Linked DNA regions of Pan troglodytes: region 2 is linked to region 1. Evidence: chromatin contacts called from public Hi-C data. All regions are on one chromosome and are shown on one strand. The core of a region is the stretch at or near the end of the contact, and the rest is flanking DNA. Distances in the headings are between cores, read along the strand shown. Region 1 overlaps TRMT11 (tRNA methyltransferase 11 homolog). Region 2 has its middle 160 kb from the start of CENPW.

Region 1 (3,196 bases), core at 73-2,572:
CCTTAATGCTAAAAAAAAAATGGCAAACTCATTTTTTGTTTTCTCTTTTCTCTCTACTTCTCTTTCATCCTATCTTTGGTTTAGTTTGCCAGGGCTTACATCTGAGACGATGATATTCAACTCTACATATTTTTCATCACCTTTTCATGACTCTTCTCTATTCACATTCCCTGTGCATCTCAACCAGGAATATCTGCAAGTTTTTTTTTTTTTCAGCACAGTATCTCAAAGGCCAAAGTGCTTACTTAAAAGGAGAAGAGTATCCTCAGCAAACACAATCTTTGATCTCCCCATTAACTCAAGCTCATCCCAGTGTTTGACTTTTGGTTTCGCTAACATTTCTAAATCTGTCTACCACTATTCATTGTGATATCACCTACGTATCATAAAACCCGAGTTCTGCCAATGTTTAGTAAGCAAAACCTATTTGATGGAAAAATAAAAACACACAAGAATTAGGAAATGGCAAGAGAGAAGACTATGGTGATAAAAAGACTACAATTTCCAAATTTCTTAACCATTGATAGTAATTAAGACGATATGAATAAAATATTAAGACTATTGACTATACTATTATCATTTTTTATAATCAGAAGAGTTTCTGTAGGTAAATTTGTGCTAGCCATAAATGGCTACATAAGGAAGATATACAGCATTCAGCCCTATCATTTATCCTTTTAAGACAATCAGCAATTGTAAACATTATAAGAAATACACAAGTTATGATTCAAGAAAGGAAGATATATTTCCTACCAACTATGTGTTATTACATAATTATTTAATTTTCTGTATCTTTTTGCAGAAAAGTATCATCTAAATTTTACAGATAGGGACATAATGGGGCTAAAGAGTTTAAATAATCCACCACAAATCACACAGCTGGTAAGTAGCATTGCCAGAATTGTAGCCTAAATCAGACTTCAAAACTCATGTTTTTCCCATTATGATTCTCTTTTTTTTTAGTAGAAATTACATCAAAACAATGGCTAAAGAGTTAATTTCCCACATGGTGGATTAGTGGGTCATTCAAAATAGAGTTTGACATTTAGAGGACATTCCTCACTGAACAGCAACATTATGGTAGCACATATTTCAGATCTAAAGTTTTAGGCAGGACTCCTTTAACCACTGTCCCACCCAGCCAATTTCCTGTCCTATCAGTACTGCTAATTCTAAACATAAACCACTCGAGGAATTTTAACACACTTGCCAAAGAAACCAAAGGAAGGCTTACAAATTGGTAGTTAACTTTCATGTGTACACTACCCTCTGCTGGCTGGAGCATAGCAATCCTTCTTTAGAGTACTTCCTGATGTGAACTGAAATAGCTTACAGCACAGCAGACCATGCATCTGCCAGGAGCACCGTTTTGATAGCTGTTTGTGAGTCCCGGATTGCTGTAAACATCGAGAGTCCCACAGTCCCAACATGACCAGGCTGGCCTTTTCCTCAGGGAATGTTAGCATTTATTCACACCATTTCATTTTTAAATAATGATGGAGAAATAGACAACTACATATTCACCTCAGCGATTCTAACGTGTAACACTGTCTCAGTGTCCGACCTAAAATTCCAAACTACTCTCTAGAACAAGAAAGAAAGGTATATAAACGTGACCTTATTCAAGTCAATCTATGTTTACAACTATATATCAAAAATACAGCATTAAAAAGAACCAAAAAAGATGCTAAAACGATTTCAGCCACTTATAATAAATTTTAATCTAATGGGGAATTCATTCTCAAGAAAATAAATCAAGCTGTATGTTCTGTAGTCACATTTGAAACTGCTGCTTTAAACGCAACTCATGACCCTCTGGATTATACTGTGAGAATACATATATAAAAAAACGTTTCTCAAACTGACCATCATAAACTGCTCAGACTTCCAACATACGAAAGATTCTTCATTGAGAATTCCACTTAGATAAAACTATCCTCCTAATTACTGCCTTCTCCCAGAATTTGCTATTCTCTTTTATCACCTCCTTCTTAAATAAAGGGAAGGTGTTATAATTTTCCACAATACGTCAATTCAGCTGCTTTATTGGTTTGCTTCTCATGAGAAATGAGGCCTAGGGATCATAGGATTAAAATGTTTTTGTCCCACTGATTTTTGAAGAGTAGTATCAGGGTAATGATAAAATTCAATGTATTTTCAAACAGAAAACTTTTGGCTACCATAACTATCTGTTCCTACTCTTCCTTTAAATGGATGATTTAAATACCACTGATGTGATTGTTTTTATTCTAGAACGGCCTAGAGTAATCACTTAAAAGTCAGTATTCTTTCCATAAATATTTATTGCATCGTGAGCAAAAGAGTCAAGTTCCGTGAATTCACAGAGCTTGTACAGTGGTGGGAGAGACAGACATTAAACAATGTACATCCAGACATATACTTACAAACTGTGATTAAACACTGGCAAGAAAAGAATATGGGAAGAATAGAAGGAAACACCTATCCAGAAGCGGTGAAGGGAAAGGACAAGAAAGGCTTCTCTCAGGAAGTGACATTTATCTGAGACCTAAAGGATGAATTAAATTTACTCATATGAAAAGAGGGGAAGAAAACATTCTAGGAAGAGGAAACACAGTGCGTGTGAGAAGACTCTGAGACTAAAAGGAGGTAAATCCATTCTGGGACCTGAAAGACTATGGTACGGCCAGGGTGGATAACAACTGGTAAGCAAAAGGGAAGGTGGCACAAGATGAGACTGGACAGGCCAGAAGTAGATCAGGCTGACATAAAGGTTATGTAAAGGATTCTGAATTTTATTCTAAATTCCGCAGAAAGCCATTGATGAGATTTAAGCAGAGGAGTTTCCTTATCTATTTATATTCTGAAAGATACTCTGGCCACCATGTAGGGCATGGAATGGAGGGAGAAACTGCAGAAGCAGAGAAATCAGTAGAAGATTATTACAGCAGCCTAAGAAAGCAGTACTGCCCCATGGTCCTGGGAGTAGGGATGGGGAATAAAAACATATACAAGAAAACAATCATCCGCTCAGTTGTCCCAAGCCAGATTTCTGAAACATCACCCTTAGCTCATCTCCCTCACCCCAATTATCCAATTAGTCACTGAGTCCTGCCATATCTACCTCCCCCCAAAATTCTCAATTCCAACAAGTCCCCTACAATCTCTATTCTAGCTTCCTTGGTTTATAGCCTCACCATCTTTGCCTGACTATTCC
Region 2 (2,944 bases), core at 102-2,601, 150 kb before region 1:
TGCAGCCAGGCTGATACCTAGTGACTGGGCAGAGATTGCAAAATAAAAAAGGTGATCTGAGGGTCAAAAGACAGACAATGATTCAATTCATTATTTCCTGGGCAAAGTCATTCTCAGCTCAGGAAATCACCAGAGTCCTAAGTTCCAAAAGTAATCCCTCTAAGAGCAAATCTTTAAAGCTGTCTGCCTACCTGCACAGGAATGAAGGCTGCAAGCTCAAGTCAGGAGGAAATGTAATATAGTATTGTACAAGGTGTCCCAGAGAAGAGGCTTAAACACCTGGAAAAGGGTCACACTGCATGGTGGGGTTGGGGGAGTCAGGGGTCAGGCTACCATACTGATCTCAAGCACAGACCCCATAAGGGAAGATGACAAAAAGGGGTCCTCAAAAAGAGACCACTAAGGCCTTCAACAATCAAACCCCATTAGCCCAGATGCACAGTAAAGCAGTCTATACCAGGTCTTCCTGAGTGGTAAGTCCAAATCCTCTTGAAGAAACGACCACCAAGAAGTGGGAAAAAAAGAAGAAATGCTACCCAAGTCAGCAAGGCTCTATTCACAGACAAACTCCCTTCAACCCTTCTGCTTTGCGAGGATATGCTGATTATCACAGGATCCCCCATCCGTACCTCCTAAAGAGCACCTCTTCATTCCCCAAAATCTTTCCCTCAACCCTGAAAAGTCATATTCTTTACATCCTTTTTGTAGAAAGGTTCTCAATCCCATTCTGCTTTGATGAACCTGTGCATTCTAGAGTTTATGTTAATATGTAATATTTACATTCTATAAAGTTATAAAAGCTTTCATGTTTTATATGCTTTATCTACGAGGTTGTTATCTCCTGTCTTATCTCCATCAGTCTGTAAAATCATTGATAGTAGAAACTGTCTACAATTTCTTTTGAATCTGTCTTTTCAGACCAAGGAGTTTTATCTTGAAATATCTGTTTTTGACAGGATGACTTGCTATGTATTTGGCAAACTGTATTCCTTACCTCTAAGTGTTAACAAAAAGCCATTAAAATAATAGAATTAATAAAGGAAAGGAAATAAGGCTAGTAAGAACTTTGGCTCAGTAAGCTGCCTCAGTTGCCTCAGCTCTCCTGAAAACAGGCCAGATATTAGAACACTTTACACTCACAGGATACTAACATCAATCCCAGTCTTGGAAAACACCCTCTTCTTCATCCCCAGAGCCAACATGGCTGACAATGTTTTCTATTAACTATCATAATCACAATCCCACTGGAACAATGGTGCCCTTTTCTTTTAAATCAGAGTTCACCTTGGGCAATTTACATTCCTGACCTTTTAAGGTAAAGCCTTCTTGCTCCTTGGTCCAACCCACAAAACTCTTTGATATGTAGGAATCTGTATTAGGGTAAAAACAGTTGGTAACATGACCCAAGAGGCCTAAATTGAACAGAAACTTCTCTATCACTGGAAGAAATCAAACAGAAGTTAGGTGATAATCTTAAGCAAGGCTGTTGTCAGGGGAATTTATAAAATGAGGACAGGAGTGGGACTAACAATTATCACATGCACTTCCAACTATTAGGGTTTGGGATTATGAATGTTTTAACAAAAATAAGAGGATTTAGGTGAAACATTTCTACCAGCCTGGTCATGCATTAAGCCAGAGGAAAATTTCACCCAGACACAAAATCTTAATTCAAAGCAATAATTGGGAGTGAAAACATTTCTATTCTTAACCTCACAGCAAAGATTCAAAAAATAATCTAGAGCAAGGTTCCAGTAACATCAAGCACTAAAAGAGTTTTATGTTTTTAGCCAGAAGTAATTACTAAAATATTCCTTTAAAAAAAAAAATCCTCTTTCTAAATGTGTGTCCTATTTATGGAACAATGAGCAGTTTAAATCTTGAAAAAATTGTGTTCTTGTAAATACTTATTACATAAATATAAAACATAAAGTAAAATATGATTTGTTTTAAAATTTCCAAACAAAAGATTTTACTGCTCAGGGAATGCCCTTTGCGCTTTAAACTATTAAATTAAGTCGTGTAATTAGTTGGGCTTTGTCATCAGAGTCATGTTTCTATTACATGAAAAGACAATAGGACAGAACTTTAGCAGTCAGAGTAAGACAAGCGATTCCCATGACTCGTAAACCACAAAACTGTGTGGCCAAGTGACTAAGGCATCAGCACCTGTCTTAGGCTCATATTGCCACATGCATAAGCAGTTGTTGAAGAAAAATAGATAGTAACTCATTGATTTGAATACTGTCTTAAAAGTATATGAATCATTCTTGTTTCTATATGTCATAGCTCTGACCTAAACTTACTACCTTCTTTACAGTAATCCATTTAAGGACTAACATGTTAGGAATTACTGTGTTTATAACTCTAACACTAAATTTTCTTTGCCAAATTTTCCCTGCGTAAATTTTCCTGGCCTCCTGGCTATAAACATGATAAACTACACATCCTTGCTAAATTGTCCTTGCGTCCTTTCTGAGAACATGATAGACTGTATAATGAATGAAGGTGATACTAGGTTCACTTGGCTAATGGCAATAATTACTATGGCTTGGACAAGGTATTTATCACTTATACAGAATATTTAGCTCTCTGGTACAAATTCTGATTTGAATGGCATAAAATATACTCAGGTATATTTTTAAAAAATTATAATACATATTCACAATAGGTAATCTTTGTAGATCATCTAAGATGACCAAATAAAATATTTCTGAAAATATAACCTCATGAATCAATGATCAAAAAATACAATGATTGAAGTTTTGTCTATAAAGTTATATCTTTTTTCCAATTTCTTTCATCCCAAACTATTTTTTCAGTCCTTTATCACATAGCATATTCTATTCTAACAAAGGAAATTTGATTCAGGCATATTGATTTATTATAGTTTACAAATAGGTTTTTCTCCTTTCTTATATAGAAACTGGTTTGACAGAGTTGG

What was found. A called contact is a pair of places that touch in the nucleus more often than the background predicts.
Region 2: a contact with region 1 is called in a Hi-C map of induced pluripotent stem cells, with 1.8 times the contacts expected there. The contact joins two enhancer-like sites. A contact is called at or near these places in 2 of 7 Hi-C or Micro-C datasets (induced pluripotent stem cells and stem cell-derived neural progenitor cells) and 1 of 1 other capture datasets (stem cell-derived neural stem cells).

Annotation. Positions count from the first base shown.
Region 1 is chr5:137,909,902-137,913,097 of NHGRI_mPanTro3-v2.0_pri, reverse strand. All of the region lies in intron 12 of TRMT11 (tRNA methyltransferase 11 homolog), which reads right to left. Among named protein-coding and RNA genes, the nearest start is that of TRMT11, 47 kb to the right of the region's middle. Within about 2 kb of position 1,322, at least 1 of the 24 cell types and tissues checked has an H3K27ac peak or open chromatin away from gene starts, as enhancers often do. A contact at or near this core is called in induced pluripotent stem cells, where this site is marked.
Region 2 is chr5:138,058,033-138,060,976 of NHGRI_mPanTro3-v2.0_pri, reverse strand. No RefSeq gene overlaps it. Among named protein-coding and RNA genes, the nearest start is that of CENPW, 160 kb to the left of the region's middle. Within about 2 kb of position 1,351, at least 1 of the 24 cell types and tissues checked has an H3K27ac peak or open chromatin away from gene starts, as enhancers often do. A contact at or near this core is called in induced pluripotent stem cells, where this site is marked.